2 separate regions of the Mus musculus genome follow, and region 1 is linked to region 2. A link is a contact called in public HiChIP or PLAC-seq data. All regions are on one chromosome and are shown on one strand. Each heading gives the region's core, a stretch centred on a gene start, on an enhancer-like site or on the middle of the called end of the contact. The rest is flanking DNA. Distances are from core to core; before and after follow the strand shown. Region 1 overlaps Gm34828 (a long non-coding RNA gene). Region 2 has its middle 12 kb from the start of Gm39349.

Region 1 (5,201 bases), core at 658-3,157, 460 kb after region 2:
GTGAATTTGAAATCAAATTGCTTTCAATTGGAGCTTATTCTCTCCTTCCTTCGTAATCATGACACATGGTTCAGAATACCTAGGAAGTAAGAATGAGGCTGGGTCCTAAGGCCTGTGTGCGGAGCCCATGGCTGCCCTCCCTGTCACCATTGAGTCCCTATGGTTACTCTGTGACACCATGAGTCTCATTACCTACCTTCTACCAGAATGGAAAAGACACCTGCAGAGAGCCTGGAGTGAAGGGCCCAGGATAAGACCACAGTGAGAGGCTCTAGGCTGGGCTATGTCCCGAGCCTTCCCAGATATCCCTTCTTATACAATCAACCTCTGGAGGGGACAGGACCCCATTTCCACACATGGCCTCACAAATGGGGTACCCATATAGGAAATACTTCTATCTTTGGGCCGATTCAGCTAAGCAGGCCCCAACCAAGTCTATGAAGAAATCAGCAGCAGCTCTGAAGAATGGCTTGGGGACAAGAAAGAGGCTAACAGCTATGAGAACCAAACAGGCAGATACCTGCTTGGATGTCCTCACATCACCAGGGGTGAGGGGAAGGCTGAGTGGGGTGGAGGAGGGGCCGTCTTCAGTCTGCATAAACATGGCCCTGTACCAACATCCTCTTGCCTTCAATCCTGACACAGGAACATATCTCCATCCTTTGCCATATGTGAGCACAAAGGAGCTTCCCCTCCCTCCTTGCCAAAACGCCATGTTTCAGAGCCAAAGCTTGTGGTCAGGCATTCACATACACGCACACATACCCTCAAAACTGCTCAAGGGTGGCCTCCCTTTGTGCTCCAGGGTCAACAGAGCACTCAGCTTCCAGAGGAGGGATAGTATCTAAAACTTGCATGGTACCTCATTCTCTGAATTCCTGAACTCACCTCTGTCTGGGAGTGGCAGGAGCCTTGAGTGGCAAAGACTCGAGGGTTAGGACATTAGGACATGGCTAAAGTCATTGGGTACTGTCTCCGGTGTTCCAGCTCAAATCTGGTATCTAGGACTGGTGATTGTGGCACCAGAAGCCCAAGCCTTGTGCCTTCCCCAGTCTACAAATAGTCTGTGTACCACACACCCCATCAAGTACAAAGAGGGACTCTACAGTGTTCCATGAAGAACCAAGACACAGCCTGTTCCCCCACCAACCTGCCACATGCCCTCCCACAAACCCAGCCTTGTCCACGTACAGGGGTCAAGCTCACCCAGGCCCATCCTTGGTGGCCCAGAAGAAGAAGCAAAACCAAGGACAGACTTCTATAAATAGGTACATCGTTCTGGGAAGGTCACCACTCAGAGCCACGAGAGCCCAAAATTCTCTAGAGACAAACATGGGACATGAGCTGAGACGCAGCCACCTCGCTTCTTGAGGCCAGGCCGGGCGGTGGCCACAGCTGGCTGGTCAGCTGCTGAATGGCCTTCGGGCTGCAGAAATACTTGCACACTGCGTTTTCTTTTCAAGGGGGCTGCCAGTGTGGACACAGAGGAAAAACGGGGAGCTGGAGGCCCAAGAGACATGGAAGGGAAACCTTCTCCCAACTCTGACCCTGAGTTCCTCAGTCTAACTAAACAACCTGCCAGTTGGATCTCAGCAGGGGGAGGCTTTCCCTCCCTGCTTCTCCGATGGACATCTGGCAACCACTCTAACATTCTGGGTAGAAAACGCAGAGGGGTGAAGGCAGGTTGCTAGATGTGCTCAGATGTACCACAAGGAATCCTGAAGCCGACTGTTGGCACCCGCTAGGTAGGAGTCCCTGTTAGCCCTTCTCTCCTGGGCCCTCCACCTACAACCCCACCTCCTTCCTTCCTTTCCAAGGGCCCCTGACAAGGCAGCCACAGCACACAAGCACTCCTAGCTACGCAAATAGCAACTCCTTCTTTTCTGGTGTTTGCTTAGCCAATATTGACTCTGCGGCCTAACACTGGTGCTATTGAGCTGGGTTCTTCTCGATATTGTTTGAGCAGCATTAGCAGAGCCTGTGATAACCAACAGCAGGGCAGGAAGCCACCCTGCCTCCCCCACCCTTGCTCCCCAACAACCCCCCCCCCACACACACACACAACCCCTCCCTGTGAGAGGCTCCTGTAAAGACAGAGGAACCTAAGGCTGGCTCCTCCACTGAGCAAACACAAGAGGGGAGAGAGGGAGCATGCTCTCTGGCTCAGTCAACACTCCAGAGGAGTCACAGCGACTGGAAAGGTTACTAGGGGAGGTTGCCCTTTAGGGGTGGGGTCAGTAAAAAGGGAAGGTAAAGAAGTCTGGGGCTATTAGCCAAACCCTGTAGTTGGCATCTATGGGAAAGGCCTGTGGGGACTGGTACTCACGGGCCCCGGGTGACTAAGCAGAGAATCGATGAATCCCCTCATCAGCCGAGCATGACAGATGAAGGCCTACTGGACGTCAATCACCGTAGCTTAGTGGGAGGGGCCTGCAGACAAGCCCTTGCACCTACCATGTTTTAATGACATAGATTTAGAAAAAAAATTCCTCGCTGTGGGCTTTTGTGGGCTTGCTTTGATGCTGCTATGAGTTCATATTTAAGAGTAACTCTCTCCTCTGGAAAGAATGGTTTTGGCAGCCCTAATGATATGCCACCATTAGATGTTCTCAATGGTCATCCCAGGAGACGGGCCATGGTGACCTCCATTCATATTTGGGTATAGGGATAGGTGTCAGGATCATTCTGGGGGCCTACCCAAAGCAGGGGTGGTCGGGGAAAAGCCACAGTGGTCGTCAGCCTTTGGGGGTGCCCTGGGTGATATAGAGGAAGGATGCATATCAGCCGGAAATGTGGCTCAGCCGGCAGATTACTTGCTCAACACCACATAAACTAATATGACGGAGACCGTCTGTAATCCTGGCACTCCAGAGATGCAGGCAGGAAAATCAGGAGCTCAGAGTCATCTTTGACTACATGGTGAGTTCAAGGCCAATGTGGGACACATGAGACCCTGTCTCAGAAAAAAGATGGGGGTGGGGGGGACACATTCAGTGTCACATACATAGCTTCCAATCTCAATGGAGAGCAGAGAAGCTCATGAAGCCAGTATGGGATGAAGGCTCAAGGCGGCGTTAATAAGTGCTTAAAGATGACTACCTCACAAGGTTGTGCCCAACTTCCCACACCACAACCAGCCATTCCTGAGACTAGACAGCCACAGGATATCCAGGGGCAAGGCACCCACATAGGGTGGCTTTTCATTGCCCACAAGTAAAGCAAATTCAGACTTAGCACTTTTGGAACAGGATCCATGGCCTAACTCTAGGTCAGTATTAAAGCGGTTGCCAGCATCATCAAGGGGACATTCTAGAAATTAGCTTCAGCCTGCCCCAATGGTCTGGGAGCACCAAAATGGTCATTTGCAAAAATTGGCCATTAGCATATTTTACTAACTGTTCTCTCTGAAGACTTGGTAAATGAGGGAGAAATGCCTCACAAATCAGCTGTTATGTAGGCCCCTGTGACAACCTGGACTACAAATCAGCTGTCACGTAGGCCCCTGTGACAACTTGGACTCCAAGCTTGGGAAGTTCTTTTTTGTTAAAAATACAGAGAGGGCATCTTCTGCGAGCCTGTGACTATTTCATCCAATGGCAAAGCCATCTGGGTTCCTTATCTTCTGACACTGTAGCAAACATGCCCACCTCGTCAGTGCTCTCTTCTCTGAGGAACACCCTCTCGTCTACATCGTCCCTTTGGCCACAACCCATTCTTGGCTATAACTGATGAAACAGAGATGCTGTTCTGACTCAGCCTTGAGAATTCTGCCAAAGCCAATGTGGTAAGGGATTACTCCTGGGGTTATACGTGAAGAGGTTGTGGAACCTTCAGGAAATGCTGAAGGGACTCTGGCCAGCTCAGTCTGGCAAACATGACTCTGGCAGGCCTTGCCCTTCTCCCTTATTCTCTCTGCCTTGCTAAAAAAAAAAAAATCACAGTAGATTACAATCCTAAAGCTAGCCACCATGGTCTATTCCCTTACTTGGCTTCTTCCTCCTTCTATGGCTGTTTACCAAGGTCCAGCTCTCAAAGTATTGAGATGCAGCAATCAAAAGCCCCTTTGGCTCACCTACTTAGCATGCCCAATCAAAATTAAATGCCTCATCCTAACACAGGGTTTCCCCTTTTACCTTTATAAACCACCACATGCCTGTGTGTCACATCTGTCTCCTCTCTACCCAGAGGCAATCTGGGACAAATAGCCCTGTCCTCTTTCCCCTGTTCCCTTCCTCTTCTCCCTCATCCCCTGGCTACTGTCCCTTATCCCTGCCTTCTGTCTCTCTGGGGGCAAATAAATCTCTTTTGTGCTGAGAACTTGGTCTTGTGGGTCCTGAGCCGATCTCTTACAAGTGCAGCCTATCTGGGGGTCTTTAGGTCCTTTGGATACACGCTCTTGAAGGGAATTGTGGAGCTCTGCCCCTTCCACTTTCCCTTCCCAGCACCCTGACCATGTGACAAATAGTTCTGATGTCCTCTGCCCTGCCTACCATGGCATGCTACCTCAGCACGGCCCCCAAAGCTTAGAGGATAAGCAGGAAGCAGAATTGAAGCCTCCAAAGCTGAGAGTGGAAGCCAACCTCTCTTCTTCATAAGCCGACGGCCTGTGGTATTAATACAGCAACAGAAATTGACTGACACAGACCTGAACTGAGGAAAGGCACCTCATTGGTTAATCAGGGGCCAATCAGATTCTTTTTCTAGGAACTCGAAAGCATCATCCAAGTATCATGTCCTGGTTGAACTGAATACTTTTAGACCTAGGGAAGGTGGGACAAAGAAAGCCAATCTGCAAAGGAAAAAAGCCGAACAAACCAAAATGAGCTTAGCTAGAGATCCAGAGGAGAGTCAGGGGACAGGCCTAGTGTCTATGAGGGCTTCTAATGGGGCATCTCTCCAAGACTGGCTGTCATCCCACCTCTGAGTGCAATGAGATTCACTAAACTAACAAAGTCACAATAATATAAAGCTAAGTTTAGAGAGAGGCTGGGAATATGGCTCAGTTGGTAGCGAACTTGCGTAGCATGCTTAAAGTCCTGAATTCTATCCCCAGCACCACATAAACCTGGCGTGATGGTATACACCTGTAATCCGGGACTCAGGATGTAGACGCAGGAAGATCAGAAGTGCAAGGTCATCCTCAGCTACATAGTGAGTTCGAGGCTACATAAGACCTGTCTAGAAAGGGATTAGAAGCTGAG
Region 2 (5,173 bases), core at 689-3,188:
GCAGTCAGAGCTCGAGGCACCTCATGACGTTGTATTCACAGTCAAGAAGCAGTTATGGGATGCTTACATTCCACTCCATCTCTCTTTTTATTCAGTCCAGGGGCCATCCAGCCCATGATATACGGTGTGGCCTACATTCAGGGTGGAACCTCCCATCTCAGTTCACCCACATAAGGAAAAACCCTTACAGTCATGCCCAAAGGCCTTTCTGGTCTACACAATCTCTCACTGAGACTCCCTTTCCAGGTAATTCCAAATCTTGTCATGGCAACGATCAACACTAACCATGCTTTGGTCAGCATGGGCTGGATAAAACAAGTCCAGACCTCTGTGGTAAGTCATCAAATTGGATTTCTTGCTCACTAGTATTCTATGTGTATCCTAGGTCGGGAGGCACTTGGCGAAAGTTGGGGAAAACAGCCACCTCTTCAAGCACTGCTGGCCTGTCACCATGCAGGAAGAAACAGGAAGCACTCGTCACCCTAGAATGATGGCCACTTCCTCTCACACATCATTGTCTGGAACTGTTCCCATGGCTCCACCTAAGCACATTGGGTCAAGAAGTGAAATTCCACCCAGTGCCCAGAAGGAGAAGCAGGAGTGTAGTGCAGTTGCTACCACAGCATGGGCTTTAAAAGGAGAATGAAAACCCGCAAGACAGCTCAGTGGGTGAAAGAGCTTGGCGGGGCCAGCCCGGTGACATCTGTTCAAGCTCTGGAACTCAAAAAAGGCGGAAGGAGAGAACCAACCCCAAAAAGTTGTTTTCTGTCCTCCACACACTGTCCCTACACACACACACACACACACACACACACACCTTTAAAGCTGAGTAGGAATGAAATCCTTTGCTGGGGCGTGGTGAGGGGACTGGGAATGTGCACATTCAGCAAGTTCCGCACAGCACATGGTACTGGATGCTCAATGCATGCCTAGTGACAAACATCCAGGTAGCTCCAAATGCTCTCTCTGCCCCCTTTTTCTCTTTTCCTTCCACACTTACTCTCTGGGTCCCTACTGATTGTGGTGAGAAGAGAAAGCCTTCATAGAATGGATGATGATCGGACCCAGTATATGAGAAGAGGTGACTCGAAAGGAGGGAAGGTGTGGACAAAGGCTGGGAAGACCATGTGCATAGTCAGCAATGCAGGGACAAATGTCACAGCAGAAGGTCACTCACGGATACTACCTACCTTCAGTAGAGGGCTATCCTCAGCACAAGAGAGAAAGAGCTGCATTCTGAAGTCAGTGCGCCAATCAGGAAGATTCCTTGATATGCCTGCCCATAACCCTGAACTGCGAAAATTTTCCTTGGGAAATGAGTCAGAGTTGGGTGAACAGAAACTTAGTTCTGAGCACTGGGAGATGGCTTGGTGGATAAGAGTGTCTAATGTTCACACATGAGATCCTAAGTTCAAATCCCCAGGACCTATGTGGAAGCCAAGTGACCCTCTTGTAACTCTAGCACTGAGGAGAGTGGAAACCAGGGATTCCCAACTAGCACAACCCTCAACTGGGAGCTCCAGCCTCAGTGAGACCCTGTCTCAAGGGGACAAGGCAGACAATAGCAGGTCAGAGCACCTGATGCCCTCTGCCGCTAACTAATTCATGTGAACAGTCATGTGCCACCACTACCCTCAGCCTTAAGACAAAGGTGAGAGAGACAGAAACTTTTATGTGAGACCTAGCTCTCTGCTGAGGCCTACACCTCCTGACTGAAGTCCCGAGTCCCCTCCAAAGTCCTAGGACATTCTCCCCAAAGCACAGAGCCTAACCTTCTCTTTCCCTTCTGTTGCCAGAGGCTGCATTTCTGGGTGACCACATTTGCCCCCGGGATAAGTCTTTTCCCTTCTATTTGCATTAGTAACTGCTCAAAGTCCCACGAGGCCCTGGAGCCCAGCCAGCCACATCCTCTCACACTGGACCAATTGTTTGTGGCAAATGCCTTGCTTTTGAACTCTGGACCTCTGAGAGGAAACAGTTTCAATAGGAATAACTCGGAACTCTCCCAGGCCCTGCCATCTGGGCGTCTGGAATGGAGCTTCCAGGATATATGGCTCTTTTGAAGGAAGCCCATTCAATGGATGATTGTACTCTCATTTAATATGCCTGGGAGTGGTCTTGTATACTGGCCAGTGGAGGGTTTTTTTTTTTTTTTTTCATTCAACACTTACTGATCTCTTACTGTGACTGAGATACTGAGATGGATATGGGGGGGAAAGCAGGGACCTTATTTCCTTACTATTTACTTATTTACTTGGTCGGTAGGTCATTTCACAAGCACCCACGCTGGTCATGAACTCACTAGGTAGTCAAGGATAAACCAGAACTTCTTTCCTCCTGTCTGCACGTCTGGAGTGCTGGGATTACAGATGTGTGCCCCACATTTTATTTAATTCCTGCTTTTGGTGGGTTTGGACAAAGAGCATGAAGTATTAAATTCTATTTCATGGGGTCATGGGGCTGAAGAGATAGCTCAGCAACTGAAGAACACTTATTCCCTTTGTAGAGAACCCAAGTTCAATTCCCAACACCCACATAGTGGTTCATAAACTTCTGTGACTCCAGTGCCAGGGGACCCAAAGCCCTCTTCTAACCTCCTCAGGAACCAGTCACACACACATGGTGCACACACATCCATGCAGGTGAAATACCCATAAAATAAGATAAATAAATGTAAAAATATTTTTAAAGTTATTGTTCTATAACTTCCTTGGTGCACTGCGTAGGGCAAAAGATGAGTTTCTGGCTCTGAAATGTAGAAGGTTCCAGAATGTTAAGGAATGACTGTCAAGGATGGGAGATATTTCTCAGGTCTCCTCTTTGGGTCCCATAGCAACCTACGACAGAGGCTGATAAAGCCCATTGCCTAAGCCCCTCCCCACAGTGATCAAGGACCTGAACACTCATCCCACGTCCCTTGACTCGGGTCACTGGACAGCTCCTGACCTCTCAGGCCACCATGGATACCACACAAGCAACCTTGCTCAATCCTCCCAGAACTGTGCTGAGCTTCCCTCATTTGTCTTCGAGTGTGTGGCGTGTAGGAGATGGGGACCCATTTCTGGGAGACTCAAAAGCCAGGCCTGCCTGGGATCTCCATCTGCCTTGATTTTCTGGCTCAATAAAAGAGACTGGGCAGACAGAAGTGACCTCCCTTGGCAATGTGCAGATAAATGATAGTTCATGTTGGCCTTGGGGTTAAGGGTTGGGACAGTCGGGGAAGCACAGGAGCCAATCTCTACTCTTGAACCCATTCCCACCCAACTGGTCTCTCTCAATCATCAAGTTTCCTCCACCCCACCCCAAATTATTCACAGCCATCCACCCTAAACCCCAAGAGGAGTGCTAGTCACTTTCTTGACCTTGGTCCAATCAGATCTTAGACATCACTTTATAGAAGAAGCAGTAGGCTAAGCAGTAGGCCTATCCAAGCTGTGTCGAATAACCACACACATCACAGGATAGCTAAGAAGGTGACTCAATACAAGGTCATGACATTGCTTAAAATATGAGGGTTTCTTTTAAAAGACACATTTTCTTTTATAAGTTGATTGCACTGCCATAAAGCCTGAACTTTGCAGATGCAACACCATTGCCATGTCAAAGGACGGGGCATCTCTAGATTGGATTCTTCCTCAATCATCTTGGAATCTGACCTCCTGCCCCAAGCTATCTTACCCTCCTACTAGGAAAGAAGGAGCCCAGGGAGTCCGGGTCCATAAAGAGAAGGTGCCAGAATCCAAGGCTCCAAGCCTTCCCCCTCTGACTTTTGCTCAGTCTTGTATCCTGAGGGGAAGTCCCTGGCATCCCTTGGGTGCCCCTCCTAACCTAAGAGCACTTATCTCTATCAAGGGGCAGGCTGGGGGTGGGGTGGGGGTGGAGAGGCTAATGAACAGTCTGCCAAGGGCTTTGAAGATGAAAAGCAGCCTTCAAGTGTAGCCTATTATCCCTCAACATCACTGGAGATAATGAGATCCTGGCTCCTAGAATCAGGTAGAAAGGAGAAGCGTGAGGGCAGGGGAGAAGGTGGAGGGAGGGTGCTCTCTCCTTCACCTTCCCTGGCAAACCCACAGGCTGAAAGCATATGACCTGAGTGTGACCTGGGTCCCTGGTGCACTCACCAACCAGCAGCCTGAGTTTCTACAAGATGGAGGCCCAGTGTCTACAGGGTCCTGAGGAAAGAGGAGGAATGGGAAGGGGTCAGTTGGGGTCTAGGCCTCTTTGACTCCACAATATCTCTAGCATTGCGCCCAGAGCCTGGCACCAATGCAAGTGACCTAGGAGTGTCTGGAGACAGAGAAGCTGCCTCTGGTCTGATTTTCTTGGGTTCTAGGACTTTGGCACAAATAGCAAGGATGATCCCTCTGGAACCTCAAGAGTTTCCAAAAACCATATCTCTATCTCTGTTTTACACACACACATACACACACACATATACACATTCACACATGTATACACACATACAAATATATAAACAAATACACACATCACACATTCACACACACACGCACACGCACACGCATACATAGTACACACACCCAAAGCCCTGCACAAGGTTGGGTAGGGCAGCTGGAGCTCTGACAGAAGTCAACCTCTTCTGTCCCACCCCCACTGGTACCTCCAGGATCAATCTCATTTGCCTCTGGACTTTCAGTGCCAGCCAGCCACTGGGGCAAAGTCATATTAGATGCAAACTCAACAGTCTTGAAATTAACTGGTAATGATATTAGATTAAGGGGACCTTGGCAAAGTCCTGTCAAAGCTTAACACAGAGGCTGGGCATTGAGTTCATTTGGCAGAATTCCTGGCTAGCATGCAGGAAGCTCTGGGTTCTGTCCACAGTACTGTATAAACTGGGTGTGGTATCACAGCACCCAGAAGGCAGAGGCAGGAGGATTAAAAGTTCAAGGTCACCCTCAGCTCCATAGTGAGCACAGTGCCAGCCTGGGCTAATGAGATCTGGTCCAAAACAACAACCAGGCCTAACACTTGATTCCATCTTTGCTGCTGGGACAAGCTGGTTTGTGGGTTGCAACTCCCAGGGGCTTTGCTAAGAACACAGAGCTGGGCTCGGAGGGCTGCTGAGAGAGAGGAAGGATGTGTAGCAGCTGCAGCCCCTAAGAGACTGGCAAGGATTGCAAGCTGGCAAGGCTGAACACGGAAATCAATTGTC

What was found. HiChIP or PLAC-seq counts read pairs in DNA pulled down with a chosen protein or histone mark.
Region 1: a FOXA1 HiChIP or PLAC-seq map of pancreatic cancer cells shows a contact between it and region 2. The contact joins two enhancer-like sites. A contact is called at or near these places in 2 of 39 promoter capture datasets (both in liver), 5 of 484 Hi-C or Micro-C datasets (group 2 innate lymphoid cells, liver and myocytes), 6 of 115 datasets of contacts at active chromatin or transcription factors (CD8 T cells, embryonic basal ganglia, embryonic forebrain and 3 more) and 2 of 9 other capture datasets (adipose tissue and embryonic stem cells).

Annotation. Positions count from the first base shown.
Region 1 is chr9:61,806,839-61,812,039 of GRCm38.p6, forward strand. The region is part of intron 3 of Gm34828 (a long non-coding RNA gene); the gene reads right to left. Among named protein-coding and RNA genes, the nearest start is that of Gm34828, 13 kb to the right of the region's middle. Within about 2 kb of position 1,908, at least 47 of the 459 cell types and tissues checked have an H3K27ac peak or open chromatin away from gene starts, as enhancers often do. A contact at or near this core is called in pancreatic cancer cells, where this site is marked.
Region 2 is chr9:61,349,358-61,354,530 of GRCm38.p6, forward strand. No RefSeq gene overlaps it. Among named protein-coding and RNA genes, the nearest start is that of Gm39349, 12 kb to the left of the region's middle. Within about 2 kb of position 1,939, at least 45 of the 459 cell types and tissues checked have an H3K27ac peak or open chromatin away from gene starts, as enhancers often do. A contact at or near this core is called in pancreatic cancer cells, where this site is marked.